Linked DNA regions of Zea mays: region 1 is linked to region 2. A link is a contact called in public Hi-C data. All regions are on one chromosome and are shown on one strand. Each heading gives the region's core, a stretch centred on a gene start, on an enhancer-like site or on the middle of the called end of the contact. The rest is flanking DNA. Distances are from core to core; before and after follow the strand shown. Region 1 holds the start of LOC100283216. Region 2 holds the start of LOC100276947 (putative DUF593 domain containing family protein).

Evidence for each region. Hi-C and Micro-C count contacts between places; a contact is called where the count stands out from the background.
Region 1: a Hi-C map of ear shows a contact between it and region 2, with 5 times the contacts expected there. The contact joins the promoter of LOC100283216 here to the promoter of LOC100276947 in region 2. A contact is called at or near these places in 2 of 25 Hi-C or Micro-C datasets (ear and leaf).

What each region holds. Positions count from the first base shown.
Region 1 is chr10:45,240,061-45,245,471 of Zm-B73-REFERENCE-NAM-5.0, forward strand. It overlaps LOC100283216, which reads right to left and starts at 2,217. Exons shown (of 2, transcript NM_001156118.2): 1 at 2,028-2,217; 2 at 1,363-1,889. The coding sequence starts at 2,202. The coding sequence ends at 1,588.
Region 2 is chr10:44,607,971-44,613,617 of Zm-B73-REFERENCE-NAM-5.0, forward strand. LOC100276947 (putative DUF593 domain containing family protein) reads right to left here and starts at 1,510. Exons shown (of 2, transcript NM_001165600.2): 1 at 352-1,510. The coding sequence starts at 1,380.

The DNA.
Region 1 (5,411 bases), core at 967-3,466, 630 kb after region 2:
GTATTTTTTATAGTTTAAAATGGTATATATATTCATTTTATGTTTAGTCTTGTGTTTAATTCATAGTTTAGAGTATAACATGATTTAAGGGGAGGAGAGAGAATAACCTAGACAAGAGGGAAAGAGGAAATTGCTGCCGTTTAGAGGTGAGGATAGAGAGCACCACTACATGATCTCCTACCCCTAACATGGTGTAGAGGGCGTGTTGCAGCTAGAGGGAGTAATTAATTACAATCTAAATGTTTCTTCACAAAATATTAGGGTCCTGTTGACACCTTTTTAGGGCGTCAATCACTCAACACGAACCAGCGGCGGTGCTCTCTGCGCAGGGGCGGACGGTCCATGGCCTGGCGCGAGGCTAGGGTTTCCTGCCTGATGACTGGACGGTCCGCGCCCTGGGGCCGGACGGTCCGCGCGTGCTCAGGGGCGGCGGAAGATCGTCGGCGGAGCCTGGATCTCGCTCCTGGGAGGGACCCCGTCGGGGAGGAGAGATCCTAGGAGTTGTCTAGGCTCGGCAGGCCGATCTAGACTCCTCTAATCGACGTAGAGTCGAAGAGAAGCGGAGAATTTGGGGATTGAGAGGCTAAACTAGAACTAGACTAGAACTACTCATAAGAATAAATGTAAATTGTATTGATTGAAGGTTCGATTGATGATCACAAATCGACCGTATACCTCTCTATTTATAGAGGAGGGGGGCTGGACCCTTTACAAACTAATTTTTGAGTTATTTCTGTCAATCTAGCTAACAACCGTAGCACAAAACTCGGAACCCTAAACTACTCTGTGCACGCACGGACCGTCCGGCCCACAGGCGCGGACCGTCTGCCGGCTCAAATTGGTGCTCAACAGGTCCTAAATAAATTTTAGTTCAAAAATGAAAATAAATAGTGCCCGATCTTAATCTCATCATATTCTTAAATCTTATAGTATAAAATTTAGAGCCCATTATTACCCCTAGCTACAGCGACCGCTGCAGCCAGCCTTACGTGTCCAAAGCTACATATTCACAGTTGCGTATCCGGTAGCTTGATACTAACATATCAGGAAGTTCATATAGGGGTAGCATGCGTTTATAATGTAAGAAAAATGCACAAAAGAAGGCCAAGAGAAACAAACTAATGGAATGAATATAGGTTTAAAGACAGGAATATTGGACGAGATGAAACCTTTGTTTCAAAATGTCGCTTAATAGCAACTAGATTTAAAAAAGGAGAACTATCCAACAATTATTGGTTTATTTTTCTATGTTTAAACTATCATGTATATGATTATTATTTTACTTGTTTGTTGGATGGTTAGTATGGATTATCCGACAAATATTCTTTATATATCCGCTTGAATTATTAACCGGTCTTATCATGTGTTCCAATTTTAAATAACTGTATTGATTCTGTATTCGCGAGAAATACATTACGATAGATATATAATGACAGCTACATCCGTCAGCATCCGTCCGGTTTTCACCACTGCATGATGATATGATATACAAGTTACAACGAACAAATCGAGAAACTATCGCACCAATACCCGTAAAATCGGCTCGGAGATACCGATCGGCTCCGGGAAGACGAGAGTTTCATCTCATCAGTAGCTCATGACTGACAGAACAACTCCGCAGGCCAAGGCCAGCGTCAGGACGGACGACACCGGCACTGGGAGCGCCGCCGCGCCGTTCTTGGAGCTGTGCGGCCTCGTCACGGCGCCCCCGCCGCCCACGTTATGCCCACCCGTGCCTGCGCCCGCGGCACCGGCGCCGGCGCCTCCACCCGCGCTGCCACCCTTGTGCCCACTGGTAATCCTCCTGTGATGCTTCAACTCCACTGTGGTCACCTCATGGCCAAGCTTCCGGTTGCGACCCTGCATTTCCAGGCGGTTTTTCATATCGCCTTCAGTTCATGAACAAACCAACCAGTTTCTTAATCAAAGTCATGTTATTCTGTAAAGTCCGGAGAATAATTTGCCCAATCATGCATGGCAACGATTCAGGCACCAATGAAGAGAGAAAAAAAGACAGCAAAACTGACCGTGCACTTGTTCTTGCACCTGGAGATCAGGCTCTGTGGAAATTCCGGCGCTTCCCTCAGCTGCTTCTGCACACCATGAGAACTGGGAGGCAAGGGAGAGGACCAAGATGGAGATGGCGAGGACGGTGGTGCTTTTTTTCATCTTGAGATGTACAGGACACCAGAAGCAGTTCATCAGCTCTGAATCTCTGACGCGGAGTGTGGCCGGAGACTCTTCTTATAACTCCTGCAGTCTGCAGAGTAGTAGCTGCAGCTGCCAAGATAAGGCAAGCAACTTATTTGGCAACACGGCACCTGATTCCGTTGTACCTTTTATTCTCGACGGCAGACATTCTGAAAAAAGATCAGAAAACCACGTGAATCGATCCGTTCTTTTGTTCTTGTTACACACCAATGGGTTATATATAGTATTAAAAAAATAAAATTAGGGTCATTAGGGACTGTCCAAGTCTAATGGGACCTAAATCCCAGCAAAGGTTGCTGATTCTGGCACTTATGTTTTTTCTTTTGTTTCAATGCCAGCAAATGTGGTGCTAGGGAAAAGATTTGGTGGCTTTGTTGCATGTGGTGGGTGCAGATTTTTGCTTGGTGCTCCATGGACCATGGCCTTTGCTCTCTACTTGCCAGATCTCAACCACAATATAGGATAAAGACAGCCAACTGGATTTCATTTTTTTTTGTCGGTGACTGACTAGTACAAACGGAGGGATCGGATACATGGTCTACTCTTTTCATTCTGATATGTAGTTTCCGATGAACTGCAATGCAGATTGTCTACTCTTTTCATTCCGATATGTAGTTTTCGGTGAATTGTAGTGCAGATCAAGAACAAGAAAAGGATGGCCACACGTATATATGCATATTTTTTTCAGCATAACATGTAAGAAAATTAGTTGAATATTTGAGTGGTGCACGACAAGTCGACAAGACTAGCTCATGGCTATGGACTAGCTGTTTGAAAACGATTTGGCCGACAAGTTTCACAAAGTCATAGTCATTCTTAAATTTGAATAGGATAATGTGAGATCAATGAGCGAAAGGGATGGTAAAGCTGGTCGTTTCAGTGAAGATTTCAGTCTTTTAGACAAAGGCAGGCATTGAATTTCCAAATCTCAGTTAAGCTACGTAGAAGAGTACTTTTGGGGATTAGATTACAATTGGAGCCACACTCTGCCTCATCTCTGCTACAAAAGATGCAAATAGTCAGACAGATCCCAACTGGACGAAAGGTGATGCGCAACAACGCATCGGATTTTGGCACAGATGGCATGAACATGGCTAGTATTCTGGTAACGGCATCAAGCGGTCACAGTCGAGTGCAACATAGGGCCAGCAAGATGACACCCAAGCACCAAAGATGCCTTACAATCAGGGTCGAATAAGCAAACCATGTTATTGTTAGGCCTTGTGCCGTTATTCTCGTTCCATGTGATTGAATGTGATAGGAAGAAATTAAGAATATTTTTTACATGCTAGGGATTTAAACCTACTCGATCTCATCCAATTTACGTGGATTGAGAATAAAACAAACATGTCATTAGATGAGCGCAGACTATGATATTATTCTAGAATGAACCATAGCACAATAGGATAGAGATGAGACAAATAGACCATTCACCAAGAACTAATGTACTATTTGGTTCCCATGTGTAATGGTATTGCAATGGAAGTTAAAAAACAGTGGATTCTGAATCAATGAGTACCATTGTATGCTTTGTGTAATACACAAAATTATATAAGAGTTGGTCTCATTAAGTGTTTTGCCATCCACTCATTACCTCATAGAAATAATCACATTTAAAGAATTAAATAAGACACAACCATAAAATATGCATCATATTGGAGTTTTGCTTGTTTGTGCAATTAATAATAAAATAATAATAATAAAAATGTAATAATGAGATGGGAATTTGAACCTAAACCAAAGGTGCACTTTAGAGAATTGGAAATAAAATAAAGAAAAAGAGAGAGGAATATAATACAACTCAAAATAAGCTTATAAATAAATAAGTCCATCACATTTTGAGTATGTTCAAATGGTACTTTAATATGAGGATAAATTTTGACACAAGGGTTGAATTTAAATTTGAATTCAAATTGAATTTGGAAATGGAGAAAAGGAAAATAGAAAAAGAAAAAAAAGCTAAAACAGGAACTTGGGCCAAAACCATCCTGTTCGGCCCGCCTACTCTTACCTCCGCGCAGCCCAGCTAACGTATTGGCGCCGACACGTGGGGCCCACCAGGCAGCCGCACGAGTCGCGCCCGCTCTCAATCTCTCACTGGTTCGCGGGGCTCGCTCGACAGTTGCCTCACTCCGCGTCCGCGCCATAACCTTATGACGATGACTGGCGGACCCACCTAGTCTGTCTCCCATCGCGCGGGATCGGACGCCGACGTGTGGGACCGCACACTCAGCCTTCGCTTCCGTAACAGCCATGCCGAAGTCTCCGGTGTCCGCATCGTTGACCGGGGCTCCTTCCAGCTGCCCTACAAGTGCCACAGCCTTCCTCTGGACTCGCTCCCACCTTCACCCTTCCACCTAAGCCACGCCTGCATAGATTGCGGAAGCCGCCGCCGTGCGCCATTGCTGCGGAGATCCACCCCCGGCGAACTCCCCTCTGCGCCACCATCTCGCCCCTGCCACACCGTCAACCAGAAGCGCCTGGGCGCGGAAAGCTATACGTGCCTCGGCGAGAATCGGGAGCCGTCAGGACGCGGGGAATTGCTCGTCCGTGCGGCGACCTTGCCGTCATACCGCGAATCGTGGGGGAAATGTCTTCTTCCACCAATCCGCGCACTGGAAAGACCTTTCAACAACTCCTACTCGGCTCTAGGTTCATGTAGCACCTATTAGTGGGTGGAATCGTGCATCTGCATGCTGGATTGACCTACTCCGGCGAGAACAGCGCAGTGGGTGCGGGCCACGCAGGCGACCGTGGTCCGGGCTGCCTGTGAGGGCGGCGAGGCCGTTCGTTGGCTGATCAACGGACGGGATTCGACCGAGCTGGTAGTGTTTCACCTATTAAACAGGAACCGTAGATGTCTGATCAGAGGGTTGTTGGCTCAAGTCGCTCAAGATCCCCTTTAGACCGTAGCATTAGGATCCAGTGGCCCCGATTACATACCGATTCACATCCACGTCGGTCTAATCTGGTTCGTTCGCATCTAATCCAACGGCTAGTATTGAGCCATACCCCTTCGCTGAGCAAGTTTTGCAGAGAAGCCCTTCTGGTTTTAGAAAACCAACCCGCAGTCCACAGCCAGGGTTGTCTGAGTCTTAGGTTCTTTTACGCCAGAGACCCTGTACTATTCGGTATTTGGAGCCCAATCCAGAGATCAGAGAAATTATAAAAATAATTATAGAAATTGGTTTTTAATATAA
Region 2 (5,647 bases), core at 260-2,759:
AGTCGTGCATTGATTTGGCATGCTACCGAATGTTTCTTAAGTAACATAATAATAACGATGAGGTAAAAAAAGGCCGCAAATTATTGTTTCACCTTTCGTTCATCTCAGAAGAGATGCTATATATTATTATTACAATGCCTGATTAAATAAAGAGCTAATAAAAACAGCAAAAACAAATTTTGCACTGACAGAACTGACCATGGCATTGCTTACACGTTAGGAGTTAATCAAAACTTTTCTAATCGCGACGGCCAAGCCCAAAATCAAGAGGCACCTAAACAGTGACATGGATGCAGCGGCCTTCATCAGAGGTCTAACAACGGTAGTAGCAGAGAAGGTGAGACCACGTACCTCAATGAAATGGTTCATCAGCACGTCAGCCTGCCACTGGTATTGGTAGCTCTGCTCCTTGGAAGACGAAGAACTGTTGCTGCTGCCTCCTCTGGTGGCCTTCTTCAGCAGCAGCTCAGACCTTGGTTCGAAGTTCGTCTGTCGCCGCGGCGTGACGCCGTCGAGCTTTGCGTGGATCTCGGCTAGTATCTGGGAATGTGCGTCTGCCATGGACAAGGTGGATTCTCTTAGCTTTGTGAGGTCGGTGTGGAGAGACAGCACGGTGGCCTTGATCTGCTCGATGTCGGCTTCCAGTGCGGCGTTGCTCTTGCACGATTTCTCGTCTTCCTCGGCGATGATCTCTGGCGAGGCCCGGCCTGCGGAGCGCACGCCACACTGCGCGGAGCAGCACGTCGCGCGCCGGGGGAGGCCGTGGGAGTGTGAGGCCGACCGGTACAGCCTGGGCGTTGGCGCCGTCTGATTGGGTCTCGTCGCCCACTCCTTCTCCCTGCTGATCACCTCGCCGATGTCCGAGACCGTCCTTGCTGGCCTCCGGTCGCCCACCCTCTTCTTGTCGGCGTCCGTGTCGACGACGACGTCGAGCTCCGAGCAGAGCTCCTCCAGGTGTGCCGCCGGGAGGGACGCGTTCCTCCTGGACGCCACGCCGCTCTTGGCCAGCTTCCTCAGCCAGGGGAGATCGACTGCCGGCGAAAGGGGATCGTCCCCGGTGGCGTGGACGGCGAGCAGCCTGCGGTTGAGCGAGCTGATCTCCATCTCCTGGTGGAAGACGACGGCCCTGAGGAAAGCCAGCGTGTCCTCATCATACTGGATCCGCTCCTTGGCCACCCGGTGGAACTGCTCCGCCTCCATACGCTCCGCCGCCTTCTCCGCCTGCAGACGCAGGATCATAGCCAGTGCCTCATCGGCTCCTGACGCCGCCGCCTGCCGCTCCTCCTCCAGCTCCGCCCGCAGCTCCTCCACGGCCTGCACCTGCTGCCTCAGGGCCTCCCGCAGGGCCGCCACCTCGCCTTCTTCCTCAACCCCGGCCATCGATTCGCATCCACGGCCACGGGACCTTCAGAGCGTCTAGTCTCTAGTAACTGATTTCAATCAAGCGATTAAGAGAGGAAAAAGGATTTGCACGGACACAGAAATGTCAAATTCAATACAACAGTGGCTGCACACCTCTGGGAAGAACCGAATCTTCAGAGAAACCAAAAATAAATAAATGATTTAGGCTCAAAGGATTATGACAAATCTTGCTTTTTGGCTGGGTTGTGTAACGTGGAGTTGGTGAGTCCACAAAGTACGGATTACCGTGTGTTTACCCAAATCCGAAAGAAGAAAAAAACGCGACCAGGCAGACAAGGCACCAACCTTTGAGAGAGATAGTGTTGCTGAAGCGGAACGGACGCCGGAAGCTCCGATTTTCCGACGAGGATGTTGAGTGATCTTCAAGCGTCAATAATTGGCAACTTTAGGAGCAAGGAAAGCTATACTTGTTGTATAAACAAATCATTTTGTTAACTGACATTGCGAAAGCGACAAGAAGAAAGCTCAAAGAGAGGCTTTTAATCCATTGCCTCCATACATAAGGTACCCATTCAATTTTGTTTAAATAATTTCCCTGATTTGTTAAATCACATTAGCCAGCACAATTATGTCCCAGTTCCTCCAGAATCTGTCAGCCTGGCCCTAAATAAATTATGAAGAATTTAAATTAAAATAAAAACTGAATCTTAGTCAACTCGGTAGCAACTGTGGGCCTCACATATATTTATCTGTTTCAATGGATTTAGACGGGGCCACTTTGTTTTTAAACGGCCGTCCCAGGTAAACCAAAGCCAAGGCCAAGGGTGGGATGGCCGGCGCGATGGGCCTAAGGATGGAGCCAGCGACACCGATAGACAGTCGGCAACTACCACGTGGCCCTATGTTTTTTTTTCAATTGGAATGCGACCGTGCGTCTCTTGTGTCAGATAAGTGTTTAGTTCGTATGGATAATCAGAATCTAGCTAGTAAATGTAGCAGATTTTTTACCTTAGATAATAGCTCTATTTGTTTGGGCATTTTTTAGCTTCTGACCACTAAAAGTTGTTGCAGACCGCCAAACACCCCATACGAAATCGCTTTGTAAAAACCGTCCAAAATCAACATGAACACAAAATCGGTCGAGTCGTCACGATAGTAGGAATATGTCGCTTTTTAGATCCTGAATTATTTAAACTACTTCATCTTCCTCCGCACGTAATCCCCACGATACTCAGATTCTCCACACAACTAGATTCTCTCAATAGCCAGATTCTCAGAAAAGCTGGTAAAAAAACCTGAGCCAAACAGGCCCAATGTGCTGCTAGAGACTATCCACAAAAATCAAGCTTGAGTTGGATTTTTTTGGATTACGTGTATGGTGCAGATTCTGATAATATGGTGTAACCAAACGCGGTCTAAGTAGGATTGCAGTATAAGTGGTTAGATAGGTCGGGCTAAAGGTATGTTTTGTTCGTGGCTATAAAATGGGTCAGCACGAAACACGACCATTTTTGCACGACAAGAACACGACACAACACGATTAGTATAGTGTCGGACCGGTCAGATGCCATCATGGGGCATACCTGGGCTTAGGAACAAGCCCATTGGACGACCCAAGCATGGCATGATTTATGATGGCCCATTTAGCTCGGTACCTAGCCCGGTTGACCCATTTACCCAGCACGATCCGACACGGCCTGTTTACAGCCCGTATACGGTAAGAACCCACACAACTCGCGAACCAACAAATATCCACGAGAAGACGAGAAACCGAGGAGGCCGCCCATGGCCCACGAGGCACCAGGCTGTAGACTGTAGTCACAGTCGTAGAGCAGTGCATAAATTCCGTGAGACCGTGGGTCAAAAAAACCTAACCCTAATTCCCAACTCCTAGTCCCAACTCGTCCTCGTCCCGAGCGGCTGGCGGCCGACGACCGTCTGCCCGTCCCTGGCGTGGCGTCCAGCACTCCTGCATTATTGTTCCTCTCCCAGGTCCTAGCTCAACGCCTCAGCTCCACACACCTCGTCGAATTCCCGACGTCTACCGCTCGTCCCCCATCGGCACCCGACGGTCTGGACATCCATTCCCCTAGTCCCCAACTCCCCACTTGCCAAAGAGCAGGCCAGCAGTTGTGCAATACCCTACCTGAGTGCCATCGTGCCACCTTCCAGTGAATCCGTCCATCCAAGGCTTCGAGCACTCAGTGGTCGGCGGTCGTCCTTGGGCCTAGACATCGAGCCATAAACAACGACGAGTGGAGTACCCAGGCCTCGGATCGGACTACAGCCAACATCGGCGCCTTGCGTGCTATGCCTGCGCCTTCGCCCTTCGACATGAACACCGACGATGATGAGCAGGGGTGGTGGGATATCTTCCGCCGCACGCAAACAGTCTGCTTGTGCTAGTGTTCAACGATCCGTGAAGCAACTCCACCGTTGTCGCCATCATCGTCTCCACACGGTACATCCACTGCCTTTAGATGAATAGTAGTTGCTTGGGTACTAGCTTTTTGACTTGGGATCAAATCTAGATTACCAATTGCTTTAGAACTGCTAGAGCAACAGATTAGATGAATAGCAATTGCTTTACAACAAATTATATGAACAACAACAAGTTAGTTGTTAATATTTCACTTATCTGGTTATGTATAACAACTCTTTTTAAAGTTTGGTCATCCAAAACTGTGATGAAATCTATTTCATGGAACTGTTATTCTGAAATCTGAACTATGGTTGTTGGCTTGCCGGTTTCTGCTATCCTTCTAAGTCACTAGAATATGTTAATATGTAATATGGTATACCGTTATTATGAATCAAAATTGTGGTTGGTTGATTGCTGCAAGCTCTGTACTCTTGTTGTTCACTTGTTCCTATCGATTACTATATAGCAGACTATACTTCATGCTATTGTTATTCCTGTTATTTTGGATCCTAGATCCTCCTGGCTTCCTCAGCCACTATATGGGACGAGCCTTGGGCCAGCATAGCTCAGCAGCACGACCCGGCACTACAGCCCGGCACGACCCAGATAAGGGTCACAGTGTCGTGCTTGGGCTCATTCTCAGGCCCACGTGCCGGCCTGGTATGGCCCGGTATGTAATAGTGTTGTGCCTCAACCTAACTTAAGTGGCACGACCCATAACGATCTCACCATGACCCATTGACTAATGTGCGAGGCGAGGTGGCATACCAGCGCTATTTGATCATGCTAGAGAGATTAACGCGACTAGACAAATTACTTATAGAAATAAAATTATTCTAATATTATTTCTATAATATTTTCAAAATGATTAAAAAATAAAAAATATTAGCTAATGAGAGTGGATTATTTGAAGATGCTCTAGAAACATCTGAGGAGGTTCATAAACTTGTGAGCTAAGCCAACTTGGATTGAGTTTGGTAGCTTTTATACAAGGGTTGTGCGAGGATTATACAAATGTGTGTACAACCCAAATAAGAAGCCGAAATTCAACTACTGCCACTACACCAAAAACCTACACTTCCTACGGTTTTTTAACTTCCTACAACTTTTTGATAAGATGAATGTGTTACGAGTTAGGAGAGTACAACTCTTCGTCTCTACCTATCTTTTATCGTCCAATCCTAGTATATAATTGCCCCTCTCAAATTATAAGTTATTTTAATTTTTTAAGAGTCAAATCACCTTAGATTTAATCAAAATTACAACAAAATATAAAGGTTTGTTCCATCAAATAGGTATATTACAAAAATATAGTTAATCAATAACCTAATGTTACTTATTTTTATTATAATTTCATCATTTTATTATATAAGTTGTCAAACTTAACATACTTTCACTTTCCATAAAAACCCTAAAATATCTTATAATTTATAAGTGATGTCACCTCTCCATGCTTTATGCTCGCCGATCCATATGTTTAAATGATAAAAATTAAGAGTGGGGGTTTTAATCCATGGTTGTTAGCTCAAACACATTCATACCGACATAGCCAATAGAACACACATGTCTTTGTGTTTTATACTCTATATTCACGCATAATATAGATATTTATATGAAAATAGGGGAACAATAAAATTGAGCTATGTTGGCCCTAGCTCACTGTGCTGCACCTAATACCTACGCACGCCACGTTGATCAGGTCGAGTCGGCACATGCTTGGTGGAAAATGGCCCGAGCTTGCTTAGGCTGGATAAACTTTGCCAGGCAACAGGTCATCCAACAAGTGAGGCCCATCTAGACATGTATACATGTACAATAGTGATGTGCCCACGCATGCACACAGCGACACAAGCTAAATGATTG